2 separate regions of the Bos taurus genome follow, and region 1 is linked to region 2. The links are chromatin contacts, called in public Hi-C maps. All regions are on one chromosome and are shown on one strand. Each heading gives the region's core, a stretch centred on a gene start, on an enhancer-like site or on the middle of the called end of the contact. The rest is flanking DNA. Distances are from core to core; before and after follow the strand shown. Region 1 holds the start of BMF (Bcl2 modifying factor). Region 2 has its middle 13 kb from the start of SRP14.

Region 1 (3,982 bases), core at 657-3,156, 49 kb before region 2:
AGGAAGTGCCCTCCTGTTGCCTGTTTGGACACCACCTCTTCAGTTCAGGGGAAGGGGAGAAGTCTCTTTACTGTATCCCAGTTTGCGCTTGATCTTGCCCAGCACCCCTCTGAAGGCTCCCACTTGCAGAAGAGCCATCTGTAGTTCCTGTGGAGAGTGGGAAGGGTCCCCCTAGGCTGGCAGACCCACACCTCTGGCTGCACCTCCAGTGCAGGCAAGGGCTGAACTTTGGGGCTTTGCTGGGAGGGGGTGGGAGAGGTGATAAGCTTCAAAGGAAAAGCCAAGACAATGACTCCTGCTTGCTATTGGCTTTGGAGGGCCCCATCTTAGGTTGGGATTGCCAGCTTGCATAGAGGAGGTGGAAGGGCAGGAGGGGAGCTCCTGCCAGGTGACTGGTAGGACAGCGCTTGGTCCTTTCTGCAGGATGCCTTGTTTCCTGGCACTGATAAACTAGTTCTCTCACACCTTTTAGGAAAACACTGTCCCAAGAGCACCACGTGCCTTTTTTTGCCATCCAAGTGGGCAGGGAAGAGGGCAGGCAGGATAGGGACCATAGATAGCTCAAGGACAGGATGGGATGGAGGGAGAGTTAAAGCAGGCGCCTTAAAGAAAGCTTGCATTTGAGAAAGCCAAGATTCTTGAATTAACTGAGTTTCCTCTAAGTACTTTACCAACCCACAGACCATTTGGCTTGTTCTTCAAGGGCAAGAGACTGGAAGACAGAATTCCCAGGGGACCTCTAATTGACTCTGGCAGTGACAAACACCATCTCTCTGTATCCTTAACCACTCAGGTGGTTGCTTTTTTGACTGCCCCAGGGACCCTGGGGGGTTCCTGGTGTATGTATAGGGGACTGACTTTGAGCACAAGAAGCTGGGTGACTGCAAGCTCATACTTCCAAGAGCCATCAAATGGAGCAAGTGGAACTTCTTTATCACCAAGAAACTCATATCAACAACCTGAGTTCAGGCAGCAAGTGAGGTCACAGAGAGAGGGCTGAATTTCACTTCCTTCTATGAGGCAGGTTGTACCCATCTCAGGTTCGGTGCTGGCAGGAATGGTAGGCTGTGGGGAAGGATTTGAAGTTGTGGAGATTAGTGACTCCACACTGAGCTGGGGGACTCTGGGCACTTTGCTGGTTGCTGGACCTCTCCTCTCGGCTAAGCTGTGGTAGGCAGATAGCTCTACTCTGCTGAGAGGGCAGCTGCAATGACTAACTTGGGTTTTTCTCCCCCTCTCTCTCCCAGGACACACTCTTACCACATCGTTGAGCCTGTTTGTTGTGTTGAGCAAGCAGCGGGTGGAGACTAGAGTCTTGGGCGGGGCTTAGCAGGTTTGGAGGGAACCTGGCCGGGCTAGGATCGCTGGCTTTTGTTTTTTCTGCCCAGCCTGGAGCTCTGCTCAGACTGAGATGAGAACTTGATGGTTACTCCTCAGGCCAGCAAAGGGGTGTGTGTGTGGTGAGCACCGTGGGTACAGCCAGTCACAGCGCCCTCTGCCCTCCCACAGCCACTCACAGAGTCTAGTCTTGTTGACATTTCTCCAGGTACCCTCCGTGCTCGTAGCAGCTGACCATACTCCTGCTATGGCTGAGAGTCAGTAGCAGTCCAACTGTGTGACTGTGACCAGCCTGGGTCAGAAGAGGAGGCTGAGGGGAAGGTGGCTCCAAGTGGGCACAGGGAAGAAACATGGAGAATCCTGAAACTGCAAGGCAGCCCACATTTGGGGATGGGTTGTCACCCTTGGCAATGCTTTATCTGTAGGGTTGACTGTCATCAGTGCCTGAGCCCACTTCTCCACATAAGAAGGGGGAGCAGGAAAGAAGGAAAGGGAGGGAAGTCCTTCTAGGTAGAGCCTGGGTGGGGGCAGCCTCCCGGATGCCTGCATTGCACCCTCACAGGGGAGATGGAGCCACCCCAGTGTGTGGAGGAGCTGGAGGATGACGTATTCCAGCCCGAGGATGGGGAGCCGGGGACCCAGCCCAGGAGCTTGCTCTCTGCTGACCTGTTTGCCCAGAGCCAGCTGGACTGCCCCCTCAGCCGTCTGCAGCTCTTCCCTCTCACGCACTGCTGTGGCCCTGGGCTTCGACCCACCAGCCAGGAAGACAAGGCTACCCAGACTCTCAGCCCAGCTTCCCCGAGCCAGGGTGTCATGCTGCCTTGTGGGGTGACTGAGGAGCCCCAGCGACTCTTTTATGGTGAGTGCTCTTAGCCTCAGGACTCCTCCCTTAGAGATGGGGGAAAAGAGGGGACTTTCCCTCCCCAAACCTGCTCTTTGCTATTTCCTTCCCCAAATTGAGCAGCAGGGGCTATTGATCCCTCAACTCTTCACCTGCTGTCTTTCTGCTCATATACTGCTGCTTGCCTGTGCTCCTCAGGCCACAAGCAGGACAGATTTTGGCCTTGCCATTCTTTTCTGCTCATTTGTCCCTTTCTGGAGGGATCCTTGGGTCCATGGTGTCTCCTTGGGTTGGAAGAAGGGTACCTGGGTCTTGGCTTTTACATATTATGGCCTGTTGAGTGGCCCAGCCTTTTGTGTCGTAATAGTGATGTACCTTCCGTAAAGTGGCTAGTGTTGCCCTGGAGAAGGCTGGGGGATCTGTGACTCGCTGTTGACACTGAAGGGGAAAACCCAGCTTGTTCTGGGAGAGAAGTTTCCTGGAGGCAGAAGGTCCCCCAGCCCAGTTGTCACTTGGGACTTTCTGTGTTTGGAAGGGGAACTGGAGAAAGAGGTTGGGCCTGCCTAGGCTCATTGCCAGCAAAGGGGCTGTTTCCAAGGCTCAGTCAGATAAGACCCTTTCATTTGTGGGCTTCAGTGGTTGGTTTTATTAGCAGTTTGCCCTCCTTGGCAAAAGGGCAGGGTTAGATAGCCAGTGTTCTTCATTTAGCACAAAGCTTATGGAGGGAAGGGTGGTTCAGAGGCTATCTTGCTGGGTCTGATGGAGCGGATTGAGGAGACGCTGCAGTTATTCCCAGAAGGAGCTGCACTGTAGGACAATTCAGGCAAAGTAGTTCTGGCAGGAGTCTGAGAAGATGGATAAGGCAGGCGGGCAGGGAGGAGGGAAAGACGGGAGCAAGCGGGCGCCCCTAGTGGCAGCTCGGTGACCAGCACTTGGTCAGTAAGGAGAGCAGGTCTAGGTGTCTGGCCTGGGGCTGGCTCCAGAGAGGAACTTGGCTAATCTGTGGCTCAGAGGCGTCTTCTCTCCCTATGTTTTTGTGCCACTGCCCAGAGCTTCAGGGCCTGAAACTAGCCTTTCTCTGCTACACTAAAAAAGTGAGGTTACTTTCTGATTTTCTTTCTCTGTCCCTTGCTCTGCTCAACTCAGGATCTCTGGAGAGCTGCCTCCAATGTTTTTCTAGAGAAGAGCTTCAGCCTGCTACTACTATATGAATAATGAATAATGAACTGTGGTCAAGCGTAGCTGGGTAAATAAGGACAGAAGGTTGGCAAGTTCAGCCACACTTATTACCTTTGCCGTGGCACTGCCAGTGAAGGGAGGGCTGAAGGAAAGCCTGGCATCAGTTTTCATACTCTTGGGCAGCAGGCAAGTCAGGCTGTCCACATTTGGCAGAGTGCCCTGAGAAAGGCAGGCTCAGTTCCTCTCCCTTCCTATACTAGAGTCTACCCTTGACCCTGGGTCTTGACCAGGGGTGGCAGGCATGGGGAAGATGGGGCAGTGGTGGAGCTTGCTGAGATGTGGGCCCTCTGTCTTTGCAGGCCATGCTGGCTACCGGCTCCCCCTTCCTGCCAGTTTCCCTGCAGGCTTGCCCCTTGGTGAGCAGCCCCCTGAAGGGCAGTGGCAACATCGAGCAGAGATACAGATTGCCCGAAAACTCCAGTGCATTGCAGACCAGTTCCATCGGCTTCATATGCAGCAAGTAGGCACCGGGGCTTGGTGGGGGGAGGTGGTGTGCATCTGCTGGGGCTGTGGGGCTGGGGCCTGCCTCAGCAACTCTTTCTGCCAGGCCCCACGTTTAAGGCC
Region 2 (4,368 bases), core at 346-2,845:
CTGAAATTTGGAGGACCTTCCTGCTTGGTGAACACATGGATGTTCACCAGTTGAGGTGGCACCTGACCCGTGAAGACAGAACACAGAGACTTTGCCCCCAGACCTTCCCTGTATGTTGCTTCAGTCTGGCTCTTCTAGAATTAATTGTACTTTATAATAAAACTCTAAGTTTAGTACACTTAGTAAGTTCTATGAGTGATTCTAGCAAATTGTTGAAGCTGAAGGGAGGTAGTAGGAACTATTATAGCCAAATCAGACAGAAGTGTGGGTGGCCTGGGGACCCTATTTGCATCTGTCAAAGGAAGTAAGGGCAGTCTTCTTGGGGCCTCTGCCATTTAACTTATGGGATCTGAAGCTAAGCCTGAGTAGTTAGTGTCAGAATTGATCCTGAATTCAATTGCAGGATTCCTGGTTGGTGTCAGAATGTACAACTGAAGAGGCCTGCTTATAGCCCTCCCTCTAAGTCACAGGCATTCCTAACCCATCCTCCTCTCTGAAATGTCTCTCTTGGCCCCCATGTTCACTAGTCCACTAGCCTCAGTTTTTTCCAAATCGTTCCCATCCTTCAAAGCCCATCTCCTTCACAACTTTTTGGCACTAGAGGTGCTGTCCTGAAGCCTTCCTTGTAGGCAGAAGTCTGACCCTCCTGGCAGGTCTAGGGAGAGGGATCTGGTGCTGCGGAGTACTTCAGGTCAAGGAGTGAGTGAAAGTTGCTCAGTCGTGTCCAGCTCTTTGCGATCCCATGGACTATACAGTCTATGGAATTCTCCAAGCTAGAATACTGGAGTGGGTAGCCTTTCCCTTCTGCAAGGGATCTTCCCAACCCAGGAGGGATCATATCCAGGTCTCTTGCATTGCAGGTGGATTTTTTACCAGCTGAGTCACAAGGGAAGCCCAAGAAGCTGCTCTTTAAATGCTCCTGGTCAAATAGAAGGAGAGGGCTGAGTCAGAGTGAGGTGCAGTGCTGGCCTAGCTGAGCTCTCCTTGAAGATGCAGCCTCTATGCAGCCCTGTCCACCTTCCTCTGATCTGGGAGAAGCAGTGTCTTGGGGTAGGCAGGGGCTGGGAATTCTGGCTCTGCATCCCCAGCACCACTAGGCCTGATGGTAAATACAGAGTTTTGTCACCTTCTCCATGGTGGCGCTAGTGGAAAAGAAACTGCCTACTGATGCAGGAAATGTAAGAGACGCAGGTTCGATCCCTGGCTGGGGAAGATCCCCTGGAGAAGGGAATGGCTACCCACCCCTGTATTCTTGACTGGAGAATCCCATGGACAGAGGAGCCTGGTGTGCTACAGTCCATAGGATCACACAGAGTTGGACATGGCTAAAGTGACTTAGCACACACACGCTATAGTGATGGGCAGCACTCACCCAGGTCAACAAACACACACCTTCTCGTGCATGTTCACTAGGGTGTGTGTGCATACACACACACAAACATAGACACACAGAGGAGCATGCCAAGCCCGTGTCTGCACTGCTCTGGGCTACAGCTGGGAAGCGCCACATGTCAGCTTGGTCTGGCCCTGTTCCTCTCCCCCTTGGCTTTTTTGCCAACATTGGTCTTGGCAGAGCATGGCCCCACAGGCTAAAGGCCAGTGGACATCAGCATGCTCCCCTCCCCCCAACCCTCTAGCCTTCCTCCTATCCTACACTCTCCACCCTGGGCTGAAGCTGCCTCCAAGAGCCTAGGGTTGTGGCTCCAAAACAGCTCAGACAGTGTCGAAGCCACGTGGGTGATCTGGTGGGAGGCTGGAGAGCGGTGTCATTTAGTCTCCTGGCCCCCACCCTGGGTAATGAACAGGTAGTCGATGGATAAGAGCTAAACTGGACTCTTCTCTTAGGGGTTGCTGAGGCCTGGGAAGCAAACAGGGAGGGTTTCAGAAAGTGACCCAGAACCCCAAGGCCTTCTGCCTCATCACTGCCCACAGGGAACAGGACTGAGCTACCAGACTTTGGTCTGGCTTCAGAAAAAGCAGGTCTCCTGTGATATCTGGACTGCCCGCTTCTCTCCCTTTTCCAGCCCCCACTCTGCTGAAAGTCTCTCCAAGGATACCTTGGGTCCTAGAAAGGCAGAATGTTAGCCATTTATTTTTAGCTTGACTGTGGTCTGAAAGGCTCGATCCCCAGTTGAAGGAATTTTAAGGAGCAGCTTCCATGAAGAAGAGCATTAGGAAGGCTGGGCTTTTTCCTTCTTTGTGTTACTGCACCCCTTGCTCTGCTCTCAGGTGTGTTCCTCCTCCCAGCTCATTGTAAATTGGGGGTGGGCAGCTGTGACTGATGGACGACCTTAAACTATCCAGAAGGAGTCTAGCTCTTCACCAAGTGTTGGGAGCCTTCTATGAAATGAGCTTCTCTTGAGGTGTTCTCAGTCCAACAGATCCACTTCTCTTTATCGTGGGGATCTGGGGGAAACAAAACTCTACCATCTCAGGTCCTAAATTAAATCCCATTCCTTTTCTTTTTAAAATTAATTTTCTTGGCCATGCCGTCTAGCATGTGGGATCTTAGTTCCCAGACCAGGGATCAAACCCACCTTCTTTGCATTGATCTCAACCACTGGACCTCCAGAGAAATCCCGAGTTCCATTCTATTTTATCTAGCCCTCAATCAGAGTCTCATCCTAATTTCTCTCTGTTACTCAAGCTCTAGTTTTCACAGCAGCCCCAAAGTGTCCTCTGAGCATGGGTCTCTCACATTTTAAACTGGAAGTCACCCAGACCTCACCCATCCCAACTCTTCGTGTTACAAAGAAGGAGACTGAAGTCTGCCTAGGGGAAGTGACTTGTCCAGGGTCACACAGCTTTTCCCTGGCAGGGTTAAGATAGAAGAATCCTGCATTTTGATTTTGTGCTCTTTCTGAAAAGCCACGCCACTCAGCATCTCCACTCAGTTTGGAGTTTGGGACCTGGAGCTTAGGTCCTATTTTTAGAGACATCCTTAGAAATTCAAGGGTGAGGCCTTTGTGAAGAGACAGCGCTCGTTTCCCTCCCCAAAGCTCTTGTTTTGTGTTACATTGCATCATGCAAGAGAGGGGGTGAGGGGGCTGCTGGGCCATGGCACGCCTCTGCTGACTTGTCCAAACCGACCTGGGGAGCAGGTGTGGGCCCTCTGTCCCCAGAGCTTCTCGAAGAACAGTTTGTTCTGCGGGGGCTGCTGCCGGGGGAGAGGGAGAGCGACAGACACCAGCACACAGCCCTGGAGCTGCTGCAGCTGCTTCCTGTTGTCAGATGCTCCCCGGCTGAGGGGGTGAACTCCCTGGCACCCCCTCGCCCCTGCCTAGCTCTCCACGTGGCTACCTCCCTCCCTAGGCCACTGACATCCCATGGATTCAGAGGAAGACCAAGTTCAAGGAGTGAGAGCTCAGAGGAAGGAAGAGGCCTGGGGCCAGGCACACTTCCAGTCTCATTCTGTGCAAAGAGAATCTGTCCTGAGAATACGCATGCTCCCTCCTGCCTTGTCTCCCCTTCCCCAGTAGAAGACCTTTTTCATCATTCCTGCTGAGCCAAATTCTCCCCAGCGGGGTCCCCTGGGCCTGGCCCACAGTGACTCCCCTGTCCCCCTCACCCCTCACTGGCCGTACTGGACTGTCCAGTATGCACTATGAGTGTGTGGGCCCCAACTTCACACTGCCTCGTTTTGTGGTTTTTTTCCCCCCCGGGTTTGTTTTGTCTCCTCTTTAAGACTCAAAGACAGGAGAATATGGGTTCCTGACCACTGCCTCCTACTTCAGACAAGATCCCTTACAGAGCTGAGCTCATGCTGACCCAATTGGAGGGACATGATGAATTCTCATTGAATGTCCCAATGTCTCTGCCCTGGTTCCCATGTGAACTGCAGTCACCCCAGCCTGGGGTGTGTGTGTGTGTGTGTGTGTGTGAGGGGAGAGGACCATGATTTCAGCTTCCCTGCCCGGAATTTTCTGTTTGATCGTCACCATGCCTCATTACAGGAAGCTGCCCACGGCCTTGCCCCTCTCCAAGCTTGCTTCCAGATTCCCCTCTGACTCATAATGAGAGTACTACGGGGCTGACCGAGTGGACCATCTCCGGTCTACACAGGGTTCTCCCAGTGTGAACGCTGGCAGGTGGACAGCCAGGGAAAAGGGAGAATGGTTGGTGCCTGCAAGGCAGCCACTGCTCACCTCAGGGCACCACTCAGAACACTGCCAGGGTGAGCTCTCTGCTTTATCCTACTTCATCCCCAGTCTCAGGTAGGGCCTGGCTCATTGTACCCAGGGGTTCTGAGAGGGGCTGGGGTGGAGGTGGAGGGAGCACTAAGCCCAGACTCTCAGCCCAGCGCTCTTCCCCACATTGTGAAATGGCCTTGGATGAGGGCCAAGCAGGAAGCCGTCTCCTATAGCCTTT

The links. A called contact is a pair of places that touch in the nucleus more often than the background predicts.
Region 1: a contact with region 2 is called in a Hi-C map of liver, with 2.2 times the contacts expected there. The contact joins the promoter of BMF here to the enhancer-like site in region 2. A contact is called at or near these places in 3 of 11 Hi-C or Micro-C datasets (liver, skeletal muscle and skin fibroblasts).

Annotation. Positions count from the first base shown.
Region 1 is chr10:35,752,390-35,756,371 of ARS-UCD2.0, reverse strand. BMF (Bcl2 modifying factor) reads left to right here and starts at 1,906. Exons shown (of 3, transcript NM_001077485.1): 1 at 1,906-2,197; 2 at 3,718-3,878. The coding sequence starts at 1,906.
Region 2 is chr10:35,702,253-35,706,620 of ARS-UCD2.0, reverse strand. No RefSeq gene overlaps it. Among named protein-coding and RNA genes, the nearest start is that of SRP14, 13 kb to the right of the region's middle. Within about 2 kb of position 1,595, at least 5 of the 102 cell types and tissues checked have an H3K27ac peak or open chromatin away from gene starts, as enhancers often do. A contact at or near this core is called in liver, where this site is marked.